5 separate regions of the Sus scrofa genome follow, and all the other regions are linked to region 1. A link is a contact called in public HiChIP or PLAC-seq and promoter capture Hi-C data. All regions are on one chromosome and are shown on one strand. Each heading gives the region's core, a stretch centred on a gene start, on an enhancer-like site or on the middle of the called end of the contact. The rest is flanking DNA. Distances are from core to core; before and after follow the strand shown. Region 1 holds the start of RPL11 (ribosomal protein L11). Region 2 holds the start of SRSF10 (serine and arginine rich splicing factor 10). Region 3 holds the start of CNR2 (cannabinoid receptor 2). Region 4 holds the start of FUCA1 (fucosidase, alpha-L- 1, tissue). Region 5 holds the start of PNRC2 (proline rich nuclear receptor coactivator 2).

What was found. Promoter capture Hi-C pulls out the DNA fragments that hold promoters and counts their contacts. HiChIP or PLAC-seq counts read pairs in DNA pulled down with a chosen protein or histone mark.
Region 2: a contact with region 1 is called in an H3K27ac HiChIP or PLAC-seq map of alveolar macrophages. The contact joins the promoter of SRSF10 here to the promoter of RPL11 in region 1. A contact is called at or near these places in 1 of 5 promoter capture datasets (liver), 1 of 47 Hi-C or Micro-C datasets (skeletal muscle) and 1 of 2 datasets of contacts at active chromatin or transcription factors (alveolar macrophages).
Region 3: an H3K27ac HiChIP or PLAC-seq map of alveolar macrophages shows a contact between it and region 1. The contact joins the promoter of CNR2 here to the promoter of RPL11 in region 1. A contact is called at or near these places in 3 of 5 promoter capture datasets (fetal liver, fetal skeletal muscle and liver), 16 of 47 Hi-C or Micro-C datasets (alveolar macrophages, blood, brain and 10 more) and 1 of 2 datasets of contacts at active chromatin or transcription factors (alveolar macrophages).
Region 4: a promoter capture Hi-C map of fetal liver shows a contact between it and region 1, with 3 times the contacts expected there. The contact joins the promoter of FUCA1 here to the promoter of RPL11 in region 1. A contact is called at or near these places in 2 of 5 promoter capture datasets (fetal liver and liver), 3 of 47 Hi-C or Micro-C datasets (heart right ventricle, liver and skeletal muscle) and 1 of 2 datasets of contacts at active chromatin or transcription factors (alveolar macrophages).
Region 5: a contact with region 1 is called in an H3K27ac HiChIP or PLAC-seq map of alveolar macrophages. The contact joins the promoter of PNRC2 here to the promoter of RPL11 in region 1. A contact is called at or near these places in 1 of 5 promoter capture datasets (liver), 1 of 47 Hi-C or Micro-C datasets (liver) and 1 of 2 datasets of contacts at active chromatin or transcription factors (alveolar macrophages).

What each region holds. Positions count from the first base shown.
Region 1 is chr6:81,522,083-81,524,782 of Sscrofa11.1, forward strand. RPL11 (ribosomal protein L11) reads left to right here and starts at 1,428. Exons shown (of 6, transcript NM_001001638.1): 1 at 1,428-1,569; 2 at 1,572-1,577; 3 at 2,426-2,532. The coding sequence starts at 1,428.
Region 2 is chr6:81,740,153-81,742,852 of Sscrofa11.1, forward strand. It overlaps SRSF10 (serine and arginine rich splicing factor 10), which reads right to left and starts at 1,295. Exons shown (of 6, transcript NM_001244368.1): 1 at 1,162-1,295. The coding sequence starts at 1,226.
Region 3 is chr6:81,691,279-81,693,978 of Sscrofa11.1, forward strand. It overlaps CNR2 (cannabinoid receptor 2), which reads right to left and starts at 1,272. Exons shown (of 2, transcript XM_021095532.1): 1 at 1,119-1,272.
Region 4 is chr6:81,654,670-81,657,369 of Sscrofa11.1, forward strand. It overlaps FUCA1 (fucosidase, alpha-L- 1, tissue), which reads right to left and starts at 1,324. Exons shown (of 8, transcript NM_001315628.1): 1 at 926-1,324. The coding sequence starts at 1,317.
Region 5 is chr6:81,721,564-81,724,263 of Sscrofa11.1, forward strand. It overlaps PNRC2 (proline rich nuclear receptor coactivator 2), which reads left to right and starts at 1,363. Exons shown (of 3, transcript NM_001244508.1): 1 at 1,363-1,515; 2 at 2,420-2,625.

The sequences.
Region 1 (2,700 bases), core at 178-2,677:
GAATAAATGTTAAAAAAAAAAAATTTTAAAAGCCGAGGTGTTTTGTGTTTGGCCACACCCAAGCATGCGAAATTTTTTCAGCCAGAAATCGAACCTGCGCCACAACAGTGACAGCACTGGATCCTTAACCACTAGGCCATCAGGGAACTCCCATAAACTGAGGGAAACTATAGATGAGAGAGGTCTAATTAGTAACCCGCCCAAAGTCACATAACTATTAAGCTAGACCAGACAGGACCATATTTACCCCTCTTGGCCAACACTCTGCTCTAATTACTATTTAAATATTTAAATGCCATTTGTTTACATTGTTACAGAATAAAACTTTTACTTTATAATTTGCACAGTTGACTTAGTGTCTTTCTGGCCGTCTCAACACGCAAGAACCACCCGTTTCTGAGGCTATGGGCGGGAACAATCTCAAGAGGGACGGGAAGCTCAAGGAAATATACCTATTCAGGGAACTTTAAAAACCGCTTTTGGAGAGCCCCGATCCCAGTAGCCAGCGTCACCTGCAGTTGCCATCTGTGTCCACGAAGGGGAAGCCGACTCTAGGCCGTTCCAGACGCGCCTCTCTTCCTCTTCATCGTCTCGCTGGTTAGCTTGGGATAAGAGCCCGCCTCCTGGCCCATAAGGCCCCGGGTCGGAAGTCTCACACTCTCTTCCTGTTTCCCATCATGGCGGTGAGTGTGGGATCCCCGGCTTTGCTTTCCTTCATCCGCCTCCATCCAGGGCCAGCGGAGCCTGTAAGGGTTATCTCGCCCGCGGCGCGAGGAGAGCGGATCCCGCAATGCTGGCCGTGCCGAAATTGGCGGACCCACGCGAGGCGAGGGCACGGAGCTGGATCCTGTCACTTTCCTCCCACCCTCCCAGGGGCGGGCTCGGGGCAGCCGCCAGAGGCCCAAAAGCACGGCCTGCGGGCTGCAGCGAGGGCCGGTGAAATGATCGGAGGGGCCTGGGACGCGGGGTCCGGACCTGTTGATGTTCCCGGGACCTTGAAACTTGTTTTTTGCTGGAGAGCCTTACCGGTTTCTCCCTTAGGGCGGACGCCAGGCTTCGGCCGCAGCTACTAGACAGCTTCCGAATCGGGTGCGGGACGCTGCACAGCCATGTGCTCGCTGCTTTCTCCCCCTCGTCGGTCGTGTAATGGGGGCGCCCTTCACCTTAGTTTGACCTTGGGGTGCATCCTTAGTGTAACTTTTACACCATACCTGTCCTGTTGCTTTCACCTGTTCCGTGCCCGGGGGAAGGAGAAACAAAACCCCAAGATGTCTTTCTCCAGTGCCTCCCAGACAAACGTAGTGTTAGTTCTTTAACTTCCAGGGCTTCCTTTGGGGTTTGGGATGCGCAGAAACAACGCTGTGTAACTATTGGGCTGCCAGCTGTGGCGGGTTCCGTGTGTTGACCGCGGCGCTTCCCTGTTGCAGCAGGATCAAGGTGAAAAAGAAAACCCCATGCGGGAACTTCGCATCCGCAAGCTCTGCCTCAACATCTGCGTTGGGGAGAGTGGAGACAGACTGACCCGGGCAGCCAAGGTGCTGGAGCAGCTCACAGGCCAGACTCCTGTGTTTCCAAAGGTGAGTAGTGGCGTCTGGGTATGTCCCGACGTTCCTTACTTAACCTGTTGTCCAGTCTGTTTTGTATTCATTTTGAAGGTGACAGTTGACATCTCTTAAGCGTTGCCTTCTTGAGTTTCCTAAGGAGTATCTTCTTTCACGATAGGGTGGGCTGAAATACAAAGTCTGATTAGCAGTTAGGGTTATGTAGGCTACGTTAAGAATAGGCTGTGTATTTAGATTAACCTGGTTCAAATCCTGGTTCCATGACTTGCTAGTCTGTGATTTACTTTCCTTATTTGTATACCAGGGATGATCATATTTCGTTATAAGGTTGTGGGAGATAGAATGGGTTATATGAAATGCCTGCTACATGCCAAGCACCATGTCGGCATTGTTATTGTTAGACATATATTTGGGTGAGTGTGTGTTTAGAATTTTGTTGCTTTAGGGTAAGGGAATGTAGCAAGTCTTTGAATTCACAGCCTACCTCTTGTTATCAACTGATCTTGTGCAAGTTAACCTCTCACAGCCTCCTGTAAAATGGGGTACAAGTACAGTAAAGTGTTACCGAATGTAAGCTATTCAGTGGCCTAGTCTGATGGTGAACTTGCCTTTCTTGAGACTTTGACATTATGACTTTAACATTTTAATTGCTGAAGTGTGTCTGTGACTTGGAAGTTGGAAGATCTGTTTTCTGTGTTATAAATGAATGATGAACAGATATAGGTGACACTGGTAAGAATACCACGGCTATAGAGTGGGTGGATACCTGATGTCCCTCTGAAGTTGTGGAGGTGGTGTTTTGGGGAAGGGGGGAGTTCAGTGAGAGTGTGCCAAGAGCTGACTCCTTGTTACCCCATCTGCAGCTAGATACACCGTCAGATCCTTTGGCATCAGGAGAAATGAAAAGATTGCCGTCCACTGCACAGTCCGTGGGGCCAAGGCAGAAGAAATACTTGAGAAAGGTCTAAAGGTGAGGCTGACCCCTCATGGGGTAATAGTAGTAAGGAGCGCCAGTAACATACTGACAGTGGCGATAGTTACTGTTTTCAGATCTTTTGAACTTCTAATGGGTCATTCCTTCCCTAGGAAAGTTAGTGAAGTTATGTGGAATCCATAGTAGAGTGTGACTTGGAGTGGG
Region 2 (2,700 bases), core at 45-2,544, 220 kb after region 1:
AAACTTATTACTATTTCACATTAACAACAGGAAAAAAGACATTTAAAGAAACTTGATTCCAACTTAGCACTTGTTTTTATCCACAGCCTTCATTTTTCATAAAAGGCACAATAGCCTTAAGTTGTATTTAAGTACTGCTACTCTAGTATTCTGAAAATTACCAAGCACTTATTATTACCTCTAAGTTTTAGCCACAGTTGGGAGATATGGTTTGAGAAATAAGTCACAAGTATACATAATTCCTTAATAAATGTAAAAGTGACATAAAAGGGAAAGTTTCCTAGACGCAAATTACTATTGCTTACTTTCTTACTTAGAATTAGGACAGGAAAACATCACACAAGGCTACCAAAATTAATTTTTGTGTAAAATGATTATTTGTGATACAAAGTTTCATCTTGTAATAAGATCTCTTCCAAAAAATTCTGACGGCAACTCCAAGCAATTAAGGGAATTGGTGAGAACAAAGGAACGGACTGGATTAATCCAATTTAGCTATCAACGTTCTAATGGTAGAGGCTTCCTAAACTTCCCTTTTCAAAGGGTGACCACTATTTCCGGGAAATGGGAAGAACTAGTTTGTACTGTTTAACCGTTATTTTTTTTCTCTAATCTCAACATTCCCTTTCTCCGAACACCTCCAACGTTTAAAAAAAAAAACCACGCAAATGTAACACAACGGCAACCAAAAATAGCGTAGCAAGTGCTTCGCCACATTCCCCTCCCTCGATCCCGTTATTTCACCGCAAAGCAATTTTTAACTAAAAAAAATTTTCTGGGCCGAGGATGCCTGCACCTCAAAAAACGTGAACTTCAAATCAACGGGGAGCGGACGTTCGGCGCGGGCTGGACGCGTGGAGGGAAAACGAAGAGGAAGCTCCCCCTCCCCCGAACTGCGAAGGGGAGGGGACTGAAACCCCGCCACGCGGCCCGCGCTCTCGCGGCGGCCCCGGAGGACTAGCGGCGCCGCCCTCGCCCCAACGCGGCGGTTGAGCCGTCAGCGACAGCGCGGCCTAGTTCGGGCCCGAAAGCCGGCGCGGGACCCGCCATCTTCACCCCTTCCCCTCCCCCGGCCCAGCGCGCCGCCGCCGCCGCCGCACGGGTCCTCTCCGAGCCTGCGGCCTCCCCGCTAAGGCCCCGGGGTACCTCCCCTGTACCTACCTGGTATCGTCGGCCACGTTCCTCACGAACAGAGACGTATTGGGGGGACGCAGATACCGAGACATGACTGCGGCGTAAGTCTCAGCACGGACACTAACGGGCTCAGCAAACCGTCCGCAGCTCTGGCGGCGGATCCTCAGACACACACAGCCAGAGGGCTCCGCTACGGCAACCGCCCCTTCTCGCGAGACTTCACTCCCGCCTCCCCCTCCTACCTGCAACGGTTCTCTCCCGCGAGATCATCCGGCGTGCGCCTGCGCATGCGGACCGCTGGAGTACGTGCCGCAGCCTCGGTCTCATTCATTGGCCTCTCGAGCTTCCTCCTCTTCCCCCCCCGCAGCCCGCTCTTTCTTTAGTGCTTTATTTTCCCGCCCTTTTCTGCCTTGCACCTCTTTTCCCCCTCCTAACCCCCCAGGTCAGATGCTTTAAAGTACGCTAGACTGTATGGTTTTTACAAACTAGACGGAGTTTAAATATTATAATTCGGAAAGACTGCCTTACTTTTTTCTATCTGGCCCACGTTATATTAGATCGCTGACCGGCAAGAGAAGAATTTACAGCCTCTGGTGTTAGTGTGAAAAGGAAGGAGATGTGTGTCCTTGCAGAGAGATAGGCCTGTCTCTCCAGTGAGTCTTGTACGCGATGGGCTCACTCCCTGAGCGCCTTTGCCCAGGCTACTCCTCACGTACCCTTCTTGGTCATTTCCTCACCTATCCACGCTGTTTGCTCCTAATTAAAGGCCGTTCCCTACCAAAATGGGACGCAAACCTCACATCTTGGTCTCTGTTGTCATCTACAGTGTATTCCTTGCTAACAACTTCATGGGTATGCCTTGTTCGTGTATTGCAGTGTTTCTCCAATAATTTGTGGATCTCGGGGCAAAATGAAAACATTCAAAAATTAAGATCACAGTAGCAGAGCATTAAGTCTGAGAGCAGGGTCCTTTGCATTTGCACAGGTGGCACAGCCATGAAGCCTCCATGAATGTTAGCGATTATTATTATCACTCATAATGCCTTGAGAAACAATAGGAGAAAGTGAGGTACAAATACTTCACTCACTGGAGTTGCTTCCTGCCTCACACACCAAGTGCACCTTTGATTTTTTGTGCTTTAGGATCCCAGAGTCTTGAAAAAGATACTGCGAAAAGTAGAGAAAGTAAACACCTTTCATCTGGGGCCTGAGATGGGCAGTTTACCAAATTATAAATCTGCAGCAGGTGGTGGGAGGCGGCAGTGACAGGTGGACGAGGAGATACACCAAGGAATTTTGCAAGTACAACCCTTCCTCACAAAAAGTGCTACCATGTGTAGTCAAGAGCACCACAGAATACCAGAGTTGGTAATTTTTTTGAAAACCAAATATTAATCTCTGAGAACAGTCTGTTGGCACTGTGCCTCTTCTTGAAGAAATTATGTTTCATTGAGATTGATGTCAGAAAACAACTTTCCTTGGGTGCTGTTCTCAGAATTGCACAAATAAGACCCCAAGGTAAAGCGGAAAGTGAAGTCTATGGATTTCCTTGATCCCGAAACAGCT
Region 3 (2,700 bases), core at 22-2,521, 170 kb after region 1:
TGTCTAAGGCCCTAGGGTTACTAGAGGCAGCCCTGGGGTTCACACCCAGACACTGGCCCCAGTGCACATGTGTCAGCACTACTGTTCCCTGAGTGGAACCTCCAGGGAAGTGGACCCTGGTCTTCTGAGTCTAGCGTGGACTAGACCACATTACACTACCGAGATGCCCCAACTGGGCAATCCGTGTCTCTCTGTGCCTCAGTTTCCCCATCTGTAAAATGAAGGCCAGGACTCACCAGGTGATCTCTTCGAGCCCTAGTCTTTTGGGGTTCTTTCCTGGCCACCACCTGCTATTCAAGCCTGTACCTTGTAAGGCAGGATAGCCTTGTGGTCAAAGAGTAAGTAAGCTGTGGAGCCAGATGCCGAAGTGCAAGCCCAGCACCCTCACTTCATGCCCTTGTAACATCAGGTAAGTAGCTGAGGCCCCGTCTGCCGAGCGGGGAATGATAATAGCACCTACTGTAGACAGTTGTGAGGATTAAATAAATTTAATCATGAAAGGCCCTTAGAGTAGCACCTGGCACATGTGAGGCTGTCTGCGGGCTGTGAGCATCACCTTCTATCCTAACTTTGATAGACATGAAAGCCGAGGGCTGATTCTTGACCTGTCTGAAGGTAGGGATTGGACCAGCCCTGTGCCTTCCAGTGCTGGCCCTCAAAAACCTCAGGAGGCCTCACGGGACATCCATCTCCTGGCCCCTGGCAGGCCCACCCAGCTTCTCCCAACCCTGGAGGGAAGGGGTAAGTTAAGAACACAGGTTTTCTGCAATGAGGAAGGATCCCCAAATAAAACAGCAAGAGGGAGTTCCCGTCGTGGCGCAGTGGTTAACGAATCCGACTAGGAACCATGAGGTTGCGGGTTCGGTCCCTGCCCTTGCTCAGTGGGTTAACGATCTGGCGTTGCCGTGAGCTGTGGTGTAGGTTGCAGATGCAACTCAGATCCCAAGTTGCTGTGGCTGTGGCGTAGGCCAGTGGCTACAGCTCTAATTCGACCCCTAGCCTGGGAACCTCCATATGCCGCAGGAGCGGCCCAAGAAATAGCAACAACAACAACAAAAAGACAAAAAAAAAAAAAAAAAAATAAAAAAAAAAATAAAACAGCAAGAAAAACTACTCACCGTTGTTTGTGGCTGAGCTCCCTGACCCTGCTGGGTGTTGAGGAGTCCTGGCAGTTGTGTGGCTAAAGCCTGGCCCTAGGGCCCAGCCAGAGCTCCTGTTGGACTGCTGCCCCCAAACCAGCTGTCTCTTGCTTTTGCTTTCTCACAGATGAGTGAGTGTGGCCTTCCGTCCCTGTCACAACTTCCCCTCTGGGTCCCCAGTGCCACAACGTTCTTGCCCTTGGAGTTGAACTGTTTTTCATGGGGATCTCTGACCAGGGTATTGTCCTTGGAGCTGCGGGATTTGGGTTCTAATCCAGCCAGTTCTTATGACCTTAAGCAATTCACTTAACCTCCCTAAACCTTAATTTCTTCATCTGTAAAATGGGGATAAGGCACTAGCCTGGTACAGATCACCTAGAATGACATTCCATACGAATGCCTCTACCCCTCCAGATCAGAGCTTTGAACCAGATGCATTCAGGCACCAGGCAGATAACATAAATGGGTGAAGAGTGCCGGTGTGGGGCACCAGGGAGTGGTGCAGGCTGTGGGGAATGGGGAACACCCCTCTCAGCTCCAGGGAAGCCTAGCCCCTGGGGAGTGCAGGCCCAATTGCCAATGGTCAAAGCATTTGAAAGATGGGCCACATTTTCCGAGACTAGAAATCCTGACTTTTATGTAGTGGCTTCCAGTCTTAGAAGGTTGCCCACAAAGTCAAATCTTTAAAAATACTGTGTAGGGGAGTTCCCCTGGTGGCTCCGTGGGTTAAGAACCCGACTCGTATCCATGAGGATGTGGGTTTGATCCTTGGCCTCGCTCAGTGGGTTAATGATCTGGCATTGCATGAGTTATGGTGTAGGTCGCAGGTGCCGCTTGGATCTGGCGTTGCTGTGGCTGTGGTGTAGGCCAGCAGCTATAGCTCTGATTTGACCCCTAACGTGGGAACTTCCATATGCTGCAGATATGGCCCTAAAAAGACAAAAAAAAAAAAAAAAGAAAGAAAGAAAAGGACTGGGAATCTGGGAATCTGGGTTCCAGGGTGGTTCTGCCACTGCCTGGCTATGTGATAAGTTACTTCCTTTGGCCTCGATTTCCCTACTCCTAAAATGATAGGTGCTTCTGCAACGTCCAATGGATCTGAATCACCTGAAGGGCTTGTGAGAACAGATTGCTGGCCCACACCACCCCAAGTTTCTGACCAAAGTATTGTGGGGCGAGACCCGGGAATCTGAATTCTTAACAAGTTCCCAGGTGATTCTGTTGGTCCTTGGACACATATTCGGCAGCACTAGACAAGATGATGGTTAAGGGCCCTTTTTGCTCAGTTGGTCCAGAATCTCCAAGTCTCCTGGGTACCCTGGGTAGGGCTGATGGGACCCACACAGGAAGTCTGTTCTCCTTTTCCCCACGGGAGCTTAGTTGCACCTGCATGGGATGGTCAGGCGTCAGTTTTCTCAGTTCCTAGCGGACAGTCGGCTTCCCCAGTCCTTGTTCTGTGAGATGCTGCCATCTACTGGATGCATCTGCCCATGGTTGGGCCCAGAGCACCACCACACTTGGGGCCTGATTGAAGAATGAAACTTCCTGGGCGGTATCTCTC
Region 4 (2,700 bases), core at 74-2,573, 130 kb after region 1:
ACCCACTTCCCTCCCAGAAGCCAAACATCTTTGACGCTAAAAACTGCAACATCCCACCCTCAAGGATGACTCCTCCAGGACTGGCCCTAGTCTTCCATGGCCTCATAAGGCCTTGCCTCTTTTCCCCTTCCCAGGGCTCTACACTTTCTGTTCTCAGAACCATTCACAGGCAAGTTGTGACAGTTCTCAAAACAACCCAAACATTTCTTGAGCACTCTCTATGCTCAAGAAGCATGGAGAAGCATGGAGAAAAGCAGATGAACGAGAATCTGTATGCCCAAACACACTGCACACCAGAAGTCCCTTCCCTCCCCTTCCCTCTGGGCGATACTAAAGCTGCAAGGAAGAACACAATTCCTTTCTAAAACCACGGAAGGGGGCTCTAGGGAGGTAAAATGCCTTGTTCAAGTTTGCAGTTGAACTTGGATCAGACTCCTGATTGGCTTAAAATCCTGATTGTCTTGTTGACCTGGAAGGGACATTAGGTATCACCTAGCTCAATCCTCTCAATCAATATACAGGTGTAGACGCTGAGGGCTTTCCAGCCCACCACCTCCCTGAAACCTTTATTTCCTTCTAAAGCTCAACCAGACGTACCTTCTCCTTAGGGTCAGGAGTGCCACATTCAATTCTGCATCCTTCAGGAGGCAAAACACAGAACCGGGGCGGGGGGGGGGGGAGTGTTGAAGTCAGAGGGACAGCTGTATGACCCCGACCGCTGTGTGACCTGGTAAGTCAGCAAGTCGTCTTGCCTCCCCCTCCATGGTTTTCACCTACCTAATCGTCTCGCCTTCCCCTCCACGGTTCTCACCTACCTAATCGTCTCGCCTTCCCCTCCACGGTTCTCACCTATCTACGCCCTCTCCCGGCTCTCTTCCCGGACGCCGGGAAGCGGCGTCCCGCCCGTCCCTGAAGCTGCACTCACTTGGCCCCGGAGGCCTCGAACAGATCGGCCCAGCTGTCAGGATGGAAGAAGTGCGCTGTAAACTGTGGCCCGAAGTCAGCGTAGGAAAAGTCGGGCGGGTAGTTCTCCTTCATGAAATTCTGGTAGGCTGGCAGCTTCTCGGCCTCCCAGTGCCACCAGAACCACTCGCTGCCCCAGGCCGGCACGGAGAACACGCCCCAGTGTATGAAGACTCCAAACTTGGCCTCATCGAACCAGGCCGGCAGAGGCCGGGAGTCCAGACTCGGCCAGTCCGGGGTGTAGCGACGCGAAGAGCCGGTGCAGCGCGAAGACCCAGTGCAGTCGCGAGCCCTCACCAATTCAAGAAGCAGCAGTAGCAGTAGCACCTGGGCACTCACCGCCCGCATTTTCATCCGGGGTCGTGGTACCGCCGCCTTTACGCCCCACCGCCCCCTCTTAAAGCGCAGGTGCGGGGCGCGGGTCCCCGCCCACCCTAACTAATGATTGGCTCGGAAGGAAAAAGGGGTGGGGCAACTCGGGCTGCTTGGCTACCGAGTCTCCTTCGCCTCCGGGTGGGCGGTCCCTGCCACTGCCCTTGTGATCACAGCGAGAAAGACTCTAGGAGGCGTAGGCAGTGCTGTGCTGACAGTGGATTTGCTGACAGTGGATTGAAAACTTGGAAAGGGACTTCACTGCAGGGCGAACTCGTGGGGGTGTGGAGCTCCCGGTGTGTGTGGTCCATTTTGCCGTTGGAAGCTATAGGAGACTTTTTGAGCTGTGATGTAGGAGAGCAGCCAGGGGCCAGGAATAGCAGGCGGAAGGGCATTGTAACTTCCCCGGAGTAGAAGGATTATGGAAGGAAGCATTAAAAGGCAAGAGATGAGAGGAAAGTGGGCTCTGAAAGAGGAAGAACAGGTGTGACCATTTTGCCTACCTAATATTTTTTGAACTTGTTTTGAGAATTCTGAGGCAATTCAAAGAATTTAACAGCTAGTTGGAAAAACGAGAGTCATGGACAGGCCACCAAGAAGGAATAATTTTTAGAGTAATAGGGTGAGGAAATTGAGAGTCTCAGGCCCAAGGAATACCTGCGTGAACCTTGTCTGGCAGGGAAATCACCAAATTCCTCTACAATTTGTACATTCTACGTGTGAGGCCGTAAGGTGTGGGAAAGTCTAGTGACCCCATGTGGCACAGCTGGTCCCTGCACATCAGTGGGAGATCTGCTGCAGGTCAGAGTTGGAAGGGACTTTGGAAATCCTTGACGCTATCCCCCTTCCTTACTCTTCCCATTTTATGGAAGAGACAGACCCGGAGAGAGGATCAGGGTTTTCCAAAACCACGCAGTTAGTTTGGGTCAGAGGTGGAAGGAGAACCTGAGCCTCCACGTGCGGAATCTGTCTCTCAAACATTGCTTCTCCTGGGGTGCAAGAGAAGGTGTCAAAACTGTGTTGACAGAGCAAGCACTTCCTCATTCTAGCAGTGATAAGGAAACTCAATGGCTGTTGTTGAACGAACAGCCATTTTCTTTATCTTCTGTTTCTTCCTCTGCAAGATTGTGTTGAAATATTATCCAAAACAGCAAGCCCAGACACTTAAAAAAAAAAAAAAAAGGAGAGAGAGAGAGAAAAACCCTTAGTACACATCTTCTAGTGATCAAGTTGAGTAATGGTCTTTGATGTTATAACTCATTCTAAGGGAGATAAAATGAAGGACACCATGACCTTCGTTTCCCCTTCATCTCATAACCAAAACATAAATCTGCAGGGGAAGGTGAGAGGCATTGCAACATAGTG
Region 5 (2,700 bases), core at 113-2,612, 200 kb after region 1:
AAAAAATCCTGCCTTGTCACTGCAGCAGCTAGGGTCACTGCTATGGAGCAGGTTTGATCCTTGGCCAGGGGAACTTCCACATACTAGAGGGCAAGGCCAACAGAAAAAGCCCAGGGAGTTCCTGCTATGGCCCAAGGGGATGGGCAGGCTGTCTCTGCATTGCCAGGATGCAGGTTGGATCCCCAGCTGGATACAGTGGGTTAATGGATCTGGTTAAAGGCTTGGATCTGACCCCATGAGGTGGCAAAACCAACCAACAAACCAAAAAACTCCTATGTTCATAGAAACTGTTGTTCTCTTTTAAAATACGAGCCTTGGGTTGCTTATCCATTTATTCCCAAGAAGTTGTCCTTTTCCTCTTTGCTGCACCTCACTGGCAAACGAACTTAACTCTTTTCTCCTCCCTTTATTTACACACTGCAGAAAGGGTTATAAGTAAGGGAACTCTCCTCTCAACAAACTCTTCTTGGGGCACTTACAACGTACTCTGTGTTCAGAGAAACGAAACCCTGCTTTGCCCCCTGCCCAACCCCACCCGGAGGATGTGTGCGCGGGAACTCGCGGACAAGTAGCTACCACATAGTGTGATTGAAGTTCAAGACCAGTCAGACACAAAGGAGGAACTGATTAACTTGACCCGCACGTGCGTCGGAAACGCCTTCACAGAAGAGGTAGCTTCTTAGAATTTCGAGGCTGGGGGCCAGGGGGGCGGGAAGGAACCGCAAGCTGGGGCGCTGGCGTGACCGAGAAACAGAGAGGGAGGAGTGTCTGGACTAAGTGGCCAGGGGCCAGCCTCGGAAAGCAACTTTGATCAGTATCTTCCATGTGTAAGAGATCGGTTACTCGGCTCAGTGAACTTAACTCGGGAACTCAACGCCCCCTCCAGTGACTCCCCATGGCCCGGAACCCACTTGGTTCCGAGTGCCACGGGACCCACTGGCCGGACAGCGCGGGAGGAAGCCGCTGTTCCAGTGGGCGGCCGACGCCCTTCTCCCCGGAGCCGCTTGCGCGCGGCTCTCGGACCCTGGAATCGGCGCGAGGGGCTGGTGCTGGCCGCGACTTGGGGTGTCGGACGGGGCCTGGTGGGCTTCTCCCGGAAGGGGCTGGTGTCACTCGGGGGCCCGAGAAAGGGCGGCAGCCGGGGCCCGCAGCGGTCTTTCCCGACATGCTCTTCTCGAGGAGTATTTGAAACCCTCGGCCACAGCCACCTCCCCTCCCTCGGCCCCGTCGGGCCCCAGCAACAGGCGGCGGCCCGCGTGTCATTGGCCGGGCCGCGCGAAAGCGTGTTTTGATTGGCCGCCGCGCTTCCCGGCCCAGCTTCTGCGCTCACTGTCGCCTCCATTTTGTCGGTAGAGGCAGAAGGAGGAGGTCGGCCGGGACGTTAAGGTGGCCTGCAGCAGGCTCGTCGGTGCCCGTTGGCTTCGCTCGTTCCGTGCCTCGTCTCTCCCTGGAAGGGGAGGGGGGCTTCGACGCCGAGCAGGATCCGCCGCTGTCGTAGTCCCGAGCTTGAAGTCGGTGAGTGGCGGGCGCGGCCATGTTGGCGGCCGCGCTCCCCATTGTTGGGGGTAGGAAGTCAGATCCAGTGCCCGGCGGGCGCAGGCGGCGGGGAAGACCGGGTTCCCCGGCCGGGCCCGAGCAACGCGGAGCGGCTCGGAAACCCAGCCACATCGGAAGAGCCGAACTTTCCAGGCTCTTGTTGGGAATGACTCACGATCCGGGAATTCGTAGTTTCTTTAGGGCTGTTAAAATAGTCTGGAAGGGCCTCTCGCTCTTTCAAAAAAAAGAGGGCTTATTATTTATATGGTGACTTGGTTTCTTGGAATAGCAAACGAAATCTTGAATGTTTAATGTTCCTGATAGGCATTTTCATACATATTAGATGGGACAGTGACTTCAGTTATGGCTTGTGGAACTTCTTTTAAAATGGGGAGGAGTCAAGAGTTCAAAACTAAAGGAAACGCTGCATCACGTAAACCTGTTTGGAGAGGAGGCTTTGTGGAAACGGATGTGTAATGTGTGCAAAGATTGGAAAGTAATGGTGAGACTTTAAAAACATAGCTTCTTTAGGAAACACAGTTTAAGCCCATTTCTTGGCATGGCTGTGAAAGTTAATGCTTCTGTGGTTTGACTGGTTTTGGTCACAGAATCCGTGTGAGAATCTGAAAAGTTCCTAGAAAAAAGATACAACTTATTGAGAGGTCTGGCGGACACCCTTCCCCAATTCCTTATGAGTTCCTGGATCTCAAGGCTTAGAAGAGTTCTTAGATGATGACAGTTCTAAGGTCAAAGCCATCTTTAGAGACATTATTTTCTGCCTTTTAATTAGGAAGTAGCCATTTAACTATTTCTGTAGCAAATAATAAATGATCGCTTTCTCCTGTTTAACACGTGAAATAATTTAGAAATCTTTGCTTTTTAGCTAGGACTTCTCTCAAGGTTGTGTGCTGAGGAGACTCAGATGTTGGCCTCAGTTCCTAGGCTGAACTCAGCAGATCGGCCCATGAAAACTTCTGTATTGAGACAAAGGAAAGGATCTGTCAGAAAGCAACATCTCTTATCCTGGGCTTGGCGGCAAGGAAGAGGACAGGTGGTGGAAATCCTGCAATCTGAAAAGCAGACTGAAAGGTATCCAAGACTTCATGTTGAAATGGGGCAGACATTTTTATGGACTCATCCTAAACTGTTTAAGTAGAGGATCAT